Regions from separate parts of the Sus scrofa genome. Here regions 2 and 3 are each linked to region 1. Evidence: chromatin contacts called from public Hi-C and HiChIP or PLAC-seq data. All regions are on one chromosome and are shown on one strand. Each heading gives the region's core, a stretch centred on a gene start, on an enhancer-like site or on the middle of the called end of the contact. The rest is flanking DNA. Distances are from core to core; before and after follow the strand shown.

The links. A called contact is a pair of places that touch in the nucleus more often than the background predicts. HiChIP or PLAC-seq counts read pairs in DNA pulled down with a chosen protein or histone mark.
Region 2: an H3K27ac HiChIP or PLAC-seq map of alveolar macrophages shows a contact between it and region 1. The contact joins the promoter of CFAP43 here to the promoter of SLK in region 1. A contact is called at or near these places in 1 of 47 Hi-C or Micro-C datasets (heart right ventricle) and 1 of 2 datasets of contacts at active chromatin or transcription factors (alveolar macrophages).
Region 3: a contact with region 1 is called in a Hi-C map of heart right ventricle, with 4 times the contacts expected there. The contact joins the promoter of ITPRIP here to the promoter of SLK in region 1. A contact is called at or near these places in 1 of 5 promoter capture datasets (fetal liver) and 1 of 47 Hi-C or Micro-C datasets (heart right ventricle).

The regions. Positions count from the first base shown.
Region 1 is chr14:114,897,587-114,900,286 of Sscrofa11.1, forward strand. SLK (STE20-like serine/threonine-protein kinase) reads left to right here and starts at 1,377. Exons shown (of 18, transcript XM_005671435.3): 1 at 1,377-2,119. The coding sequence starts at 1,970.
Region 2 is chr14:115,200,289-115,203,240 of Sscrofa11.1, forward strand. CFAP43 (cilia- and flagella-associated protein 43) reads right to left here and starts at 1,677. Exons shown (of 43, transcript XM_021072821.1): 1 at 1,600-1,677.
Region 3 is chr14:115,276,207-115,278,906 of Sscrofa11.1, forward strand. ITPRIP (inositol 1,4,5-trisphosphate receptor-interacting protein) reads right to left here and starts at 1,337. Exons shown (of 5, transcript XR_002338487.1): 1 at 728-1,337.

The DNA.
Region 1 (2,700 bases), core at 127-2,626:
TACTTAACCCACTGCACCACAGCAGGAACTCCCTAAAAGCATATATTTTAAATATGTATAGTTTGTTTTGCTTTGTGATTTTTCTTTTCTTGGCTCTGTCCAGTGCATGTGAAAGTTCCACAGGCTAGAGAGAGAAACATACCACAGTGACAATGCTGGATCCTTAACATGCTGAGCCACCAGGGAACTCCTGTACAGTCTATCGTATATCAGTTATACCTCAATAAAACTATTAAAAATTGAAAGTCTTGAGAAACAAAATCATCTTATCCCTCCTACTAGAAGAGGGGTTTTGCTATGCCATTTTGAGGGTGGAGGGAAGAATGGTTTGGGTGTGGTATGTAGATAGCAATATGGCCTCTGCTCCAGACAGCTTTGATTAATTAATTCCAGGGATCTGTCTTCCTATCATATGCCAGGAATGTTGGTGGGTACCTGGATATCAAGGTGAACAAAGAGCCACTGCCCTAAAGGGCTCCTGTCTAGTGGTGGACACCATCTGAGAGATTCCAGCCAAAGCCCACATGGCCCATTAGGTAGACTGTCCACTAGAACTGCCCAAGGAGGCGGAGGCTGGTCAGGAAGTCAAGACCTTGGTAAGAGGTTTAGATGGAGTCATGAAAGGTGGCACCAGCGTTATAGCCACCATATGTAAGTGGCCAGAAGAAGATAGATAATCCTCAAGGGAGTGTCGCGGTCATCCCTGGAGAAGAAGTTGGCTTAAACAATTTTTACATGTATTATATATATCTTACCAGCACACTTGTAGCAACAGCAGAAACTGAAATTGAGCGTTTGCCAGTGCAGGCACCGTGCAAAGGGTTTACATCCATTGCCTTCTTTATTTCTCTTCACAGTTCCCAGGTCAGGACTTTTAAGGATTTTCATTTAACAATGAAGAAACTGACGCTGGAAGAGGTTACCCGCGCAAGGTCATAGAGCTGGTCGGCTCTGGCTCCAACGCTCCCATACTCCCCTCTCACTTAACTCTGGGACCGTTGGAGAGAGAACAAGTCCCCTCCGAACCGGACAGCTCATCTTTCACCCTACACATTTTCCCTGATCCGGAATGAAGGCAAGATCCACTAGTACAATCAAAGGGGTCGTGCGCAAAGGGGCAACTACACCAAAGCCATAGGCTGATAAAGATAATGGGGCTTGGAGGGCAAATCGGAAGCAACCAGCAGCCAGCCCTCGGCTCAAGCGCCCACTTCGCCCCCGCCTCCGCGGGGTGCCTGCAAGCCGCCCAAGGGCTGCCAGCTTGTGGGGCTTAACGCGCGTGCGCGGAGCCAGAGGTGACGCCCCCGCGCGAGTGCGCGGAGAGTCCGGCGCGCGGCAGGAGGAGCGCGCGGGCGCGCTGCGGCGTCGGCGTCGGCGCGCGCTCCAAGCAGAGGCTGCGTGGGCTGGGGAGGGAGCGAGGCGGCGGCGGCTGCGCCCCAGAGCCCAGGGGACGCGCGGGTCTCGCGCCGCGGGTGCAGACGGCTGCAGAGGAAACCCAGGGCTCCCGGCCCGGGGCGGGAGCGCTCGGCCAGCCGACTGCCCGGCTCCGAGGCCGCCGGCTGCGTCCCTCACTCGGAGTGGCCGCCGCCCCTGGAGACTCGCCGTGACACGGGCCTAACCGTGGCGGCTGCGGGCGTCCGGACCGCTCGAACCCGTCGGGCCGGGCCGGGTGTGGACGAACGTCCGGGCAGGTGCCGCCCCCCGAGGGCCGGCGGGGGTCTCGGCGCTTAGCCGCTCGGCCCCCGGGCCGGGCTTCGCGGAGGGGCCGCCGGCGCAGCGCCCCCACCTTGTGGGCGGGAGCGGGAGTCGCGCCCCGCCTTCCCCGGGGACAGCCCGGCCGGAGCGGCGGGAGCCCGGACGACCCGCGCCCGCCGCCGCCTGCCGGGCTCGCGCGGGAGACGAGGGAGGAGAAACTTTGCCTTGTATTGTTTTCAGTCCTTAAGTGCGAGGAACTCTGTTGGGAAGAAAAATGTCCTTCTTCAATTTCCGTAAGATCTTCAAGTTGGGGAGCGAGAAGAAGAAGAAGCAGTACGAACATGTGAAGAGGGACCTGAACCCCGAGGAGTTTTGGGAAATTATAGGAGAATTGGGCGACGGAGCCTTTGGGAAAGTGTACAAGGTAAGAGGGAGAAAACGGGAAGTTCCACTTGTGAGATCAAACAGCCAGTGGCCCGGAGTGGCACGAGGATTTCTAGCTCCTTGGTCCCGGTCCTGCCTTGTGGACCTTCTTGTGACTTCGTAACTGTACATTGGAACTTTATTTAGGTTACCGTTCGAAGAGTAGCTAAGACACAGGGTTTAAGGTTGAACAAAATGGGGCCTGGATGTAGTTTAAAGAGTGATTGCCAAAGAGAGGCAGGATATGCATTCTGCTCTGTCAAACGTTAAAGGAAATGAGGGTGTTGTTTAATTTAAAGGAGGGGTCTGGTCGTGGCCCTCAAGTATTTTCGAATCAGAAATCATTATACTTTTCAGTGGCTGCCTGTTTGTGCACTAGCTGTTGGCAGTCATATGTACACTTGGACTAAAACAGTTCCCTTTTTTGGGTCCAGGATATATATTTGGTTGTATCTGTACCTAATAATACATAACCAGTCTCTTGGGATGAGGGCAAAGTGATTGCTACTTGCAGACTATTGTTGAATTGGTTGCTTGACAACATACTATAAAATGGAATGGAATTTCTGATAGAAAATTTCC
Region 2 (2,952 bases), core at 427-2,926, 300 kb after region 1:
GGCACAGGCTGGCAGCCATAGCTCTGATTCAACCCCTAGCCTGGGAACCTCCGTAGGCTGTGGATGGGGCCCTAAAAAGCAGAAAATAAAATGAAAAAGTAAAATAAAATAAAAGTCTTTTCTTAAAAAAAGCAAACAAAAATCAAGAAATCTTTGAAACACAAGGATTGTCTTTCCACACATCTAATCTCTTTTCACTCCCATTCTGCCCAAAACAATCTCAAAGATAAAAGAACACACGTGCCAGCGGTGAGACCAGTTTGAGTGCAGGCATTCCAGAAACTTAAATGCAGATGGGAAAGTTCCCATCTGCATTTAAGTCTAAGAGCCCTCCTCAGAGAGCTCTTCCAATGAAGGAAAACCTCTGTTCAAACCTGAGAAAATCTCAGAAGGATTTCTGGGGTCTTGCATGCTGGGAAAGAAAAAGTCAAAACAGAGAGAGAAAAGAGCTTGATCCCAATAGAAAACAGGGTGCAACCTGGGCCTTTGCTTTATAACTAGTTTTGATTTTAAAAATAAACTGTAAAAAACATCTTTGAATAGGACAGCTTGCTTTGTGGTTGTGAACCCAGAAGGAAAATTGCTTCTTTACAAAAATGGAACGTGTGTAGCCATATTTTAGATCAAACTAGAGATAAATGCAGAAAGGAAAAGGAATAAGTCAACATGAATGAAAAGGTCAGAACATGAAAGGAACATATTTTATACCATTAAATATTTTATATAGCATCATAAAAAGAATAACTTAACTGGTAAGAATAACAAAAATAATACACCCTCTGAAAATAAGTAAAATCTAAAATGCATAAATTGGTTAAAAAACAGGGTAACTATATAAATATGTCCTCACAATTTGTTACATCTTATTGATTCTTCAATATAGGCATTACACCATTCTAAGTGATGTGATAAACAATATGCACTTATTTATTATGAGATATAGTTATTCTCCAGAGATTCCTTGTTTGTGTATCAATTGTAGATTTTTGGTTTGCAGTTCGAAAGGAACATATTTTAAAGTAAGAAATGTGTGGTGAATGTAAGCTAGATGGAGGAGTCTGGGGTGAGGGGAGACTCTATCTCTATTTAATTATTAAAATATGCTTAAAGAAAAATGTCAAGGGAATGGAGAGTACAGCCGGGCTGGTGCAGGACGCCCCGTGGAACAGAGTGCCGGGAACACTCTAGCATGTGGAAGGAACGAAATGCCAAGTTACATCCTTGCAGATGCTTACGATCACCACAAATGCAAATAAACCCAAAGTCCACGGACGGGAGTTAAAGGGAAGGGATTGAGGTCATTAAGTTTGGGGAAAGTCACCAAAGACGTGGAAAGAGCTGGAAATGTGTTAAGTGAAAAAGGGGACGGAGTGGGGCTGGGGGTGGAACGGAGAGCATTCACAGAGAACGGAAGTCTGCAGGAGGGTTTGGGGTTGAAGGAGAAGATGTCGAATTTGTGGGAGAGCAGGTCTACAGGAGAGGAAGCTGCGGGTACAGCTGAGGGAAAAATTTCCTCAAGACCGAGTCAGTTAGGAGGCGGGCGGCAGTGAACCTCACGGACGCGGCGCTTCGGGCTACGTCTCGTTCCCAGCCTTGTACCATGAGCCGTGAGCCTCGCAGCTGGGCCACCCGCGGTAAACGTGGAACCCAACTAGGATCTGCCGGGTTATTCCGAAGCCCCAGCCCGCCCGCCCGAGTTGCCTCCACTGTTTACCGCTTCGTAACCCCTGCGCCCATTGGCTCTGTCCTTTGAGACGCTCATGTTTGAGTCAAGCGGATTGGTGAAAGTTCTGGGGGTGGAGGGGTCTTGACGAATGGAGAGCGACGCGCGAAGCGCGGGGCGGGTACTGGAATGGCCCAGCCCGCGGCAAATAATTAACAAAGTTGCTAAGTCTCAGCACTAGAATGAAATGTTGAGGGCTGACTGTCCAAGATTCGTGCGGGTATAGTTTTATATAATATTCAAATCCTCATCAGTCCCACTTTACAGAAAAGGAAAGGGAGGATAAGAGAAATAATTTGCTCAAGGCTACAAAGCTGAGTGGGATTTTTTAAAGCCAACTCTAGAGGAAGTTCCCAGTTGCTGAGCAGCGGAAATGGATCTGACTAGTATCCACGAGGATGTGGGTTTGATCCGTGGCCTCACTCAGTGGGTTGAGAATCCAGCGTTGCCCTGAGCTGTGGAGAAGGTCGCAGACACAGCTCTGATCCGGAGTTGCTGTGACTGTGACACAAGGCCAGCAACTGCAGCTTTCATTTCACCCCTAGCCTGGGAACTTACATATGCTGCACCAGCGGCCCTAAAAAGCAAATAAATAAATAAATAAAGCCAACTCTAGTCTACATCTGGAGTGCCAAACCTTTAATTACTTTTTTACACTTTCTGATGTACCCTCAGCTATTTCAAAGAGGCAGACAGCTCCTAGAAATAACTTGTGGGAAGGGCAGCAGTTTGTCCTTGCTTCTGCCCTCCCCTCTCATGCTCTCCCCTGCCCGCTGCCCTTTGCCTTCTTTCGTCCTTTCTAGACCTATCTTCTTCCCTTCTTTAGGTCACTCCTTTCCTTCCCATCTTGTCACCTTCTCTTCTTTTCATCCAGAGATATTTACCAAGTATCTCATGTGCTAGTCATTTGGAACTGTAAAGGGAAATAATCAATAAACAAATCTATCCTAGGAATGGAAAAGAATTTTATTTGAACCATACCGAGGACGATAAGCTAGGACACACAGATTCAAGAACCACTTAAATTGCTTAAAATTATTCAAATTACATTCCTGAAAATCCACAGAAGAATGTTGTATCAAGTGGGTATATACGGTCTGCAAAAGCAGGTGGCACTTAGAAGGAAGAAAGCTATCACAAGTCTTCCAACTCTTGATCTTCAACCAGCAGAATCAGTTCAGTTTAGCTCCTTCAGGTCAATTGCTGACAATTATAGCTGCAAAAAAATG
Region 3 (2,700 bases), core at 87-2,586, 380 kb after region 1:
AGCCCTGGGGCTTCGGAGTCCCTCCACCAGGCAGCCAGGAAAGTGGAGACAATGGGAAAAGGACGGGATGGGTTTAGGGGCCAGGTGGCAGAAACTAGCTGCAGCTCCTAGAGAAAGTTCTGAACAGCGTGGGGTCTTCTCCATCAACAGCCCTGAAAGAGGAAGCAGCGAGGGCTTTATCCGGCCCCAGCACAGCTTCACTAATTTAAACCAAGAAAAAGCAGGCTTCACACCCTCTCCCTGTTTCCAGAAGGGGAAAGAAGGAGGGAAAGGAGCGGGCTAGAGAGTAAGGAGACTCGGCCTTTTTGTCCTAGCATCTGCCCAGACGGTCGAAGGTAACGGACCAGCGAGTCCGCACAAACAACAGCGTGGTCCCGCTTCCGGCGCGGCGGTTCTGTGCGGCGGGGAGGAGGAGCTGCCGGCGGCGCGTGGCTGCAGGGAAGCACCCACGGTCTCCGCGTCTCGAGAGGGGTTAAAGCCGAGAGGCTGGGGCGCAGGACCCCGCGCGGCGCGAGGACGGAAAGGGAACCTGGGAGGACAGCCGCCCACCCCCACATTCTCTCGGGCACCTTAACAGGGTCTCCCAAGTCAGCCCCAACCTGGGAGGCTGAGCTGGCGCCCCTCTTAAATCCGCCACCGCGCCTCCGCCTGGTCCCCTTCCTTCCTTCCTATACGCGAGATGCTTGGGGAGGACGCAGAGCCTCTCGGCTTCAGGCCAGGGACTTACGTTTAGTCTTGGTGTCCGCTCCCTGGCGCGGGAGGGACCGCGCGAGCCTCCGCTGCACGCGCGGGTCCCGGGGGCCCGGAATCGGCTGTCTGGCGGCTGCTGCCGCGGAGCGTCAGGGCAATTAGAGGGACGCGGGCGGTGATACCCCAGCCGGCTCCCGCCTTCTGGCCTCCATCAGCGGGGGCTCTAAAGGACTTCAGAGTTACTCATTTCCTGGATGTCAAAGAAACTTTTCCTCCTTATAAGAACAAAACACCCGCCTCTACTTTCGGCTGCGGAGTCTCCTTAAGGTGGACCGTGAGGGTTAGGGAGGGGATGAACGCCGGGTCTGCAGCGGAAGTTTGCCCATCGATCATCCCAGAAACTCTAGAGCGGACAGCAGAACTGGAAGGTGATCCGGAGAGATGGGATCTGGCTACAGAGTAAACTGGGGCTAATGGACAGCAAGTCCGGGGAGGACGCCCTTAAATGTCGGTCTCGGCCGGCGGAACGGAAAGGGTTAATTCCCTGCACGCCTTCGGAGCGTTTTCCCGCGGCACATTTTAGATGCTGTGGAATTCCAGGGGCCACCTAGTTTCTCCTCTGGAGGGAAATATAAATCGAGACAAAACGCTAGCCCTTTTCTCTTTTACGGCTTGAATGGATTAAAATAACTCACCAGATTTTACGGTAAATGAAAGCACCGTCGCCTTTTCCTGAGTAACCAGACACAAAGGAGAATCACGACCAAGTGATTTTTATCTGTAGAGGGCGCTTTAGTGTCCAATGCCTGTTTACAGTTAGGATGTTAGACCCCTATTTTAGTCACCAGGGAACCGAGGTCAGGAGGGACAGCAGCGCTCTGGTCATACTTGATGGATTATGAAATCCATAACCTATTATCTTCTCTTTGTGACCTGCCCAAATTCCACAGCCAGTAGAAGTGGCTGGGAAGGGCTTGAATAAATCCTGTGTAAGTGGCTTTACAGGAATCGAAGGCCAAGAAGGGTACACTGGGAGGACGTTATGAGAACACACTGTCGGAATGGTTATCCCTATTGCCACTGCTCTTAAGTGTTAGATCACCTTCTTCCTCTCCTCTGCAAGCCAGCCAAATAGCTTTAACATTCGCCTGGAAGACATTAGGCTGAGTCTGAAAGATAAACAGGCAATGAGAACAAGTTCTAAAAATAGACCCCCTGGCCAGTGGCCCAGGTTAGTCTAGTTTTCTGGCTTTTGCGGCTGCTCACAGCTCTTTCCTTACACCAGGGACAATTATGGCAGAGTTTTAGGGGCTGGTGGGGAGGGACGAGGAAAAGGGTGATGGGGGAAAACATTCGTTCTTTTTTTTTTTTTTCTTTTCTTTTTGCCATTTCTTGGGCCGCTCCCGCTTGGGTTCCCAGGCTAGGGGTCTAATCTGAGCTGTAGCTGCCAGCCTACACCAGAGCCACAGCAATGCTGCATCCGAGCTGCGTCTGCGACCCACACCACAGCTCACCGCAACGCTGGATCCTTAACCCACTGAGCAAGGGCAGGGCTCGAACCCGAAACCTCATGGTTCCTAGTCGGATTCGTTAACCACTGCGCCACGACGGGAACTCCGGAAGACATTCTTGAAAGGCCTGTGTTTTTCTAAAATGTCTGTATTTGTAAAATGTCTGTTTTCCACCAAAGCAGGTGGGGTAAATTCCTGAGAGGTGGGGACTACTGGAGCGAGCACCACTACACTGCCTAACCCTGCAGTAAGGATTTAGGGTTCTTCGTGGTGGAACACCAAAGTTAGTGCTTGAATGCCCTCTGGGATCCTCATCCTGTGTGCAAAGTTGTTTTAGCACTTTCTAACTAGGTATGTATACTTATCTATATAAGCAACATTTATTACATTTGTTTTTTGTTTAAACCTGATTATTTCATTCTCTGTGACCTGACGGTCACTTTCATCTCCCCTCTATTCTCTGCAAAGTCCAGGGTCCTAACCAGGCACCTGGGCCATT